Linked DNA regions of Mus musculus: region 1 is linked to region 2. Evidence: chromatin contacts called from public promoter capture Hi-C data. All regions are on one chromosome and are shown on one strand. The core of a region is the stretch at or near the end of the contact, and the rest is flanking DNA. Distances in the headings are between cores, read along the strand shown. Region 1 holds the start of Parp2 (poly (ADP-ribose) polymerase family, member 2). Region 2 holds the start of Tlr11 (toll-like receptor 11).

The links. Promoter capture Hi-C pulls out the DNA fragments that hold promoters and counts their contacts.
Region 1: a promoter capture Hi-C map of liver shows a contact between it and region 2. The contact joins the promoter of Parp2 here to the promoter of Tlr11 in region 2. A contact is called at or near these places in 6 of 39 promoter capture datasets (the HPC-7 cell line, cranial neural crest, hematopoietic stem and progenitor cells and 2 more) and 2 of 484 Hi-C or Micro-C datasets (granulocyte-monocyte progenitors and nephron progenitors).

The regions. Positions count from the first base shown.
Region 1 is chr14:50,805,882-50,809,345 of GRCm38.p6, forward strand. It overlaps Parp2 (poly (ADP-ribose) polymerase family, member 2), which reads left to right and starts at 2,035. Exons shown (of 16, transcript NM_009632.3): 1 at 2,035-2,106. The coding sequence starts at 2,067. It also overlaps Rpph1.
Region 2 is chr14:50,356,658-50,360,054 of GRCm38.p6, forward strand. Tlr11 (toll-like receptor 11) reads left to right here and starts at 1,257. Exons shown (of 2, transcript NM_205819.3): 1 at 1,257-1,368. The coding sequence starts at 1,359.

The DNA of each region.
Region 1 (3,464 bases), core at 785-3,284, 450 kb after region 2:
TCATCCATAAGGGAGCCTGCTACTGTAGAAGCTTCTTAAAACATGTACATGTATGAAAAGAAAGCCTCAGCTAGACACCAGTCACCACCAAGAGAAACCACCAGGGATGGGTGACATCTAAGTGAGTTGTTTGCCAAAAGGGATCCATGGAAACCCCCAAAGAACCCAGTATCCTTTGCTCTCTGCAAACTGATGGCAAGGCCCTGTTGTTAAACATTGATACTGTCATACCTCATTGAATATGGACCAGTTGAGCTAGTGCCTGTCTAGAGCCTTCATCCCTACTGACTAATTTTCATAGTACTGGAAGGTACCCTGTACACCTACTGATATGGGATGTGTGTGTGTGGTATGTGAGTGTGTGCGTGTGCCCGTGCCCCCCACACCGTTAGAGTGAGCATATATGTATGTCTCTTGTGCTTTTTCTTTCTTTCTTTTTATTCTTTCGGTTTTTTTCAAGAGAGTTTTTCTATATAGCCTGGGCTGTCCTGGAATTTACCCTCTAGACCAGGTTAGCCTTGAACTCAGAGATCTGCTTCCCTGTGCCTCCCAAGTATTGGGATTAAAAGTGTGTGCCACCACACCCAGGTTTTGTTTTGTTTTTTTTTTTTTTTGTTTTTTTTTTTTTTGTACAGGGTTTCTCTGTATAGCCCTGGCTGACCTGGAACTCACTTTGTAGACCAGGCTGGTCTCGAACTCAGAAATCCACCTGTCTCTGCCTCCCAAGTGCTGGGATTAAAGGTGTGCGCCACCACTGCCTGGCTCACCCAGCTTTTTTTTTTTTTTTTTTTTTTAATGAGTTTGTATGTGTTTGTGTACGTATCACTTGTGCTTTTTATTTATTTATTTATTTATTTTTTAATTTAATTGCCTGTTTTCTAAAGAAAGCTCAAGAGGACATGGAGTTAGTTGGATGGAGACCTGGAGGAGATGAGGGACGGGAAATGGTAATCAAAGTTTTATTTTTCAGTTTTGGTCATTAATCGATCTGAGGCATCCACACACTAGTCAAGTCACAGCTTCGCGCCTTTGTAAGGAAAGCTGGGCTTGGTATGAGCCCTATTCCACTCCTATCTCAATTGCTTCTCCTTTCTCAGTGTTCTTCGCTGTAGCTCAACTCTGCTCATTTACTTCATGAGGAATTCCCAGCCTGTTTCTCTATTATGATACTATGTGCTTTTCCTAAGTACTTATTACAGTTACAGGTTCATTTTTTTGGTTTTGTAATAAGTCTACATATATATTCTCCCAATAACAAGTTACATGAAGGTATGAACTACGTTTATTTTTGCTAGACAAATAGCTAAAGTATAGCCCCAAAAATCCAACAGTGGGAGGGGGTTCATATCATGTTTCACTAAATGTTGTCAAACTCCCTTCTATATTTTTATGGTTTAATCCATATTTGAACAACTCTCAAGCTTGGTCTTTTTATAGTAGAGGGTTGTGGTCAATACAGTCACAACTGTTCAAAATGAATGAATGACTGACTGAATGCTGAGACACAGAGTAAATATATAAAACCCTTTCGAGTCAATACTCCAAAAGGATCTCGATCAAAAAAGAGGGCGGGGGAGAGTAGTCTGAATTGGGTTATGAGGCCCGGGAGGTGCCTCACCTCAGCCATTGAACTCGCACTGCTGGCCGTGAGTCTGTTCCAAGCTCCGGCGAGGGAGGCATCCGCTCCGGCGAGGGAGGCATCCGCCCCGACTCGGGGCTTCTCCTGCCCAGTCTGCCCAAGCGTAGAGCCCTGCTCTCTGGGAACTCACCTCCCCGCTCGGGGAGAGCCCGGTTAGGGCCGCGGGAGGCCCAAGTCTCAGACCTTCCCAGGGGCCGAAGAGTGACACGCACTCAGCACGTGGCCCCGCTGATGAGCTTCCTCCGCCCACTTTCAGGATGTAGACCGGCCGCCACTATAAGGCTCGAAAGAGGAATAAATTTTTCGTTTAGGGTGATTTCCCACAAAGCACAGCGCGTAATTTGCATGCGCTCTACCCCAGGCTCCTGTGCTAGACAAGAAGCCCGCGCATCCGGGCAAGGGATGATGACGTCGTCCTTCAAGAGCGATGGCGCCGCGGCGGCAGAGATCAGGCTCTGGAAGGCGAGGTGGGAACTCAGTCCGCAGGCTGAATGCTCGGCCCAGTGTCACAGGGAGCCTCTCGCTTTTTCATATTACACTTCAGTCCAAAGAGGCGGGTCACGGATAAGCGCTTACAGTAAAGTGATTAGCTGTAGTCAACCTTTTAAGATACATCCGATTTCAGAAAGTAAAATTCGAATCTTAGAATTGGTGTCTGTAGACCGTATACTGTGTCTGTGGTCTCGGTTTTATATTTCGGGCAACTAAAGTTCAATGAATTTACAGGTTCTAAAGCTCCAAATAGCAACGCTGGCAGCAAGTTGGTCAGTCCAGACCGTTGAACACTTTACTGATGACCATGATGAAGTGGTCTAGTTTGAAGGAAGGTATTAGAGACCAAAGGCTATGAGACCCATGTAATGAACTGTAAAGATCTATGTAAACTTATTTTATCCTATTATTAATATCCCATCAGGATAGCAATTTAGGCAGTATTGCTCAGTGAGTGGTGTGCAAGTTATTAAGAGCATGTTGAATTATTTCTTTAGAAATTATTTAATCTTTATGTATTTTATCTGCATATATATATATATATGCACCATGTATGTGCCTGGAAGTGTTGGACCCCCCGTACTAGAGTTACTGACAGTTGTGGTCTGCCATATGAGAGATGGAACTTAAACCCAGAGCCTCGGGAAGAATCAGGCAGCTCCTTCATCACTGACCCACCTCTCCAGCTACTTTAAGTTCTTTCTTTAAAGGATATTATGAGAGCCTGGTGGGCATGTTGGCTCACACCTTTAATGCTCGCACTTGGGAGGCAGAGGCAGGAGGATCTCTGTGAGGTCCAGGACAGCCAGGGCTATATAGAGACCCTGTCATTTAAAAAGGGGGGTGGGGGGAGGAGGGTTGTCAAGAAGCTGGAGAGTTAGCTCAATGTTAAAAACCACTTGTTAGCCAGGCGTGGTGGCACACGCCTTTAATCCCAGCACTCGGGAGGCAGAGGCAGGCGGACTTCTGAGTTTGAGGCCAGCCTGGTCTACAAAGTGAGCTCCAGGACAGCCAGGGCTATACAGAGAAACCCTGTCTCGAAAAACCAAAAAAAAAAAAAAAAGAAAACAAAACCAAAAAAAAAAAAAAACACTTGTTGCCCTTATAGAGGGTCTGAGTTTGATTCCAAAATCCCACATGGCAAGTCATAACCACCCTCCCAGACCTCCAGGTACACCAGACATCCAGACATGCACGTGGCACACATACATATACAGACAGAACACCCATACACGTAAAAGGAAACAATAACCTTTGGGGGTTTGTTTCTTTGTTTGTTTTGGGTTTTATGTTTGTTAACAGTCAAGGGCAGAGACAACTCTACTGTCTCTGA
Region 2 (3,397 bases), core at 7-2,506:
TAGGAGAGAATGGCCTGGAGTATATTGGGAGGTCAATTTTACAGAAGTTAAGCCAGAAAAATATGGTTACAAATACCTTCTAGTGTTTGTAAACACTTTCTCTGGATGGACTGAGGCTTTCCCTGCCACGCAGGAAACAGCTACCATGGTAGCTAATAAGATATTAGTAGAAAATTTCCAGAGGTTCAGAGTTCACAAGGTAATTGGATTGGAAAATGGTCCTGCTTTTGTAATACCTGATATCAAGACTAGACATGACAGGAGGCTGGAGAATTGATTTGGTGGGTAAACACATTTGCCACACAAGTATGAGGAACAAAGTACAAATCTACAGAACTCAAATAAAAGGAAAGATACAGAACAAACATCTATAATCTATAGGGAAATTAGGACAAAGATAAGGGAATTCCTGGAAGCTCTTGGGCCTACTGCCGTGGTATGTGCAACACAAAACAGAGATTCTGTTTAAAAACAAGGTAAAAAGCCCATGATACCAACAAGGTGTCAACACTCATTTTGTCCTCTGGTCCCCATACAGATGCCTGCACACATGCATCCATGTGATCACACATGCACGCACACGGGACTAGTAGTGAAACAAGAACATAGACTCAGGCTTACATGACAAACTGAATCCCAGCAACCATCGAAAGTGATCATTTGAACTGCCCTTGATTGCCATAAGGATTATACAAGCTCCCTCCAACAAATAAATTACCTCTAGTAGCCAAATAAAGACCTACCCCTTCAGAAAACTCTTCATTGCCTTTTGTTAATAAACTATGTGGAACCTCACCAGATTTGGGGCTGCATGCTTGCTGGAGCCAACATCTCCTGTGCAATGGATTCTGTGCTTTCACTACCATCTTCACTCCTACAACTCCATGTCTAGTTCTATTCATTGTTTGACCAAAGAAGGATCTGAGCATCACATCGCAGGACACCTGAGATCCCTCTAGTAACAGTAGTCTGAAGACAAAGGAAGGGTAGAAATGGCAGAAAGCATGAGCCTCTCTTACTTTAAGAGACAGAATGGCCCAGCAAAATGAAGACTGCTTTTTCAGATGTTGGGAGGATGTGATACAAAATGTGAGAACTGAAACGTATGGAGTGTACTAGGAAAGAGGAAGTCATGAAACTGAAAGAAAAAGAGACTGTCCAAGGAGAAGTCATTCCCCACTTTTTCTAAAATTAACTAAGCACTCTCTCTTCCCTAGAGCTCCCCACCTATCACCAATAACATATTTCTGTGCAGCAGAGCAGCCACCATTGTGGAGGGAAGAGGAAGGTTTTCTTCTTTAACTACGGGAGATGAAAGAAAACACCTCCTGAGAACCTGAATCTGTCTCCACCACCCCATGCTCAAAGGTAAGAAATGTTGTCCTAATACAGGATTTTCTGAATAAGGCAGATAAGCATTAGTGACACAAGCAGGGAAAAAGGGAAACAACTAAGCATCTCCCTCTATTGAGAGAAAGCCAAAGATCAGGGCCAGTGGTGGCCAGGAAGAATCTCTGGACAGTTGGACTAAGGGTTGCTACAATTTAGGTGATCACGGGAAACATAGTAGTTCTTGGACAATCTATGTATGTCTGTCAGAGGTATAATATTAAACCTGATAACTTGAGACAGAAGTTGCTATCATATCCATACTTCTATAGTGCCAGGCTCTTAGTACCAAAGTCACTGTGTCTTCCTGATCTGAGATCTATTCCAGTCCCTGAATTCATCCTAGATAAACTAAAAAGAAAAAGAAAGCTTAAATAACCATGGTACACTATTTGACACTTCAAGGCTCAAAAGAAAGGAAGGAAAGAAGGAAGAAAAGAAAAAAAGAAAAGATAAGGAAAGGAAAGGAAAGAAAAGAAAAGAAAAAAGATACCTCCCTTTGCTGTAGAAAGATGGGATAAGATCTCAAAGAGCATATTCAATGAGGCCATGCCATTTAGAAGATGAAGTCTCAGACTGTTCTCTGGCTCCTCTGAAGTTCAATGAAATCTGAGGCTCAGGAAGGAGAAAAACAGACACAGAGACAGACAGAGATAGACAGGGACAGACAGAGGCCCTCGGACACAATATCCTTACATGCCTCCAGAGTCAATGTGTTATCACCCAGGAGAAACAGTTCCTTGGTTACAAAGGAAAGTAGAGGAGTCCATGGCACTCTGTGCTAATCCTCTGCACAAGGGCAGAGCTACTTAATAGGACAGTGCCCTTCACTTGTGACTAACTGGTTCCTGTAATCCCCAGAACAACAGACTACTCTCCTGTCTCTTCCAAACCTTTCAGGGACTTTCATGACCACTAATTTAACAATGGTCATTCAGAGGCCTCTCCCCATGAGAGAAAAGACACAAATAATGAGAACATAGTCAACTCACCATCACCACCACCCTACACCCCTAGTGCTAGGCTCTAGGCTCAAAGGTATCAAGACATTATTTCCTTTGTATTTTATTAGCCTACTTTCTTTATTTCCTTTGAATATTTTACCTGAATTATTTTTTAATATTGTCTCCCTAAACTCAATTCTAAAATCTAGCTGAAATATTTCCTTAGTTCTGAATGTTTAAATCAGACCATTTATCCTAGTAGAAAAAATACTGACTATAGTTTCACATCTGGCACTCACTTTCTGCTTCTTTGACTAAGACAAGTAATTTAGCCTCCTTAGTAAAGAAGGACAACAGCCCACCATTGTCACATGGCTAAGAATTTTTCTCAGATATAAGTGTGTCAGTAACATGGTTCCCTTTTCCAGTGTACTCTCTAATGAGCAAATCAGTTTTCCACCTTGTTTTGTGGTGCAGACTATCCCTTTTTTTTGGGTCTCTGGTGGCAAGTAGGCGAAGGAGTCGGTGAATGACAAACAAATATGACAGGAGAGAATGGGTTGCATCTGAGTGTATTGTCACAAAGTGAACACCAGTCTTATATAATACAGAAAACAAAGGGGTAGGATGTCACAGTAGGCAAAGTACATTGAAGTTACCTAACACAAAACAAAGGAATGACTTCAAGGGAACTTACAGGAACAAGGTAATATTTACAGTTAAGATAGAACAGCTCTGCTTAGGGTCAGCTAATGACAGGTAAGGATTTCACACCCTAGTCACAATTTGTGCTACTCCTTTGAGCCTTGTGAATGCTAGCACCAGGGGGTTCTGCTCTAGAAGACCTTTTCATGAATAATGCAATACCCACAACCCCCCTATTTCCTAGGCCTTGATAAATTCTTGCATATGACGATAACTTGGCTGTTCTTTTAAGTATCTGTGGGGAATCTCCATTTGTCAGAAGAATTCACCAACTTGCATCTAATATGCAATGTAGTCTGCTATACCTGGCTGTAATGAAGATTCTAAGTATACTTTGCTAAGCTCACCCTGAGATTTCT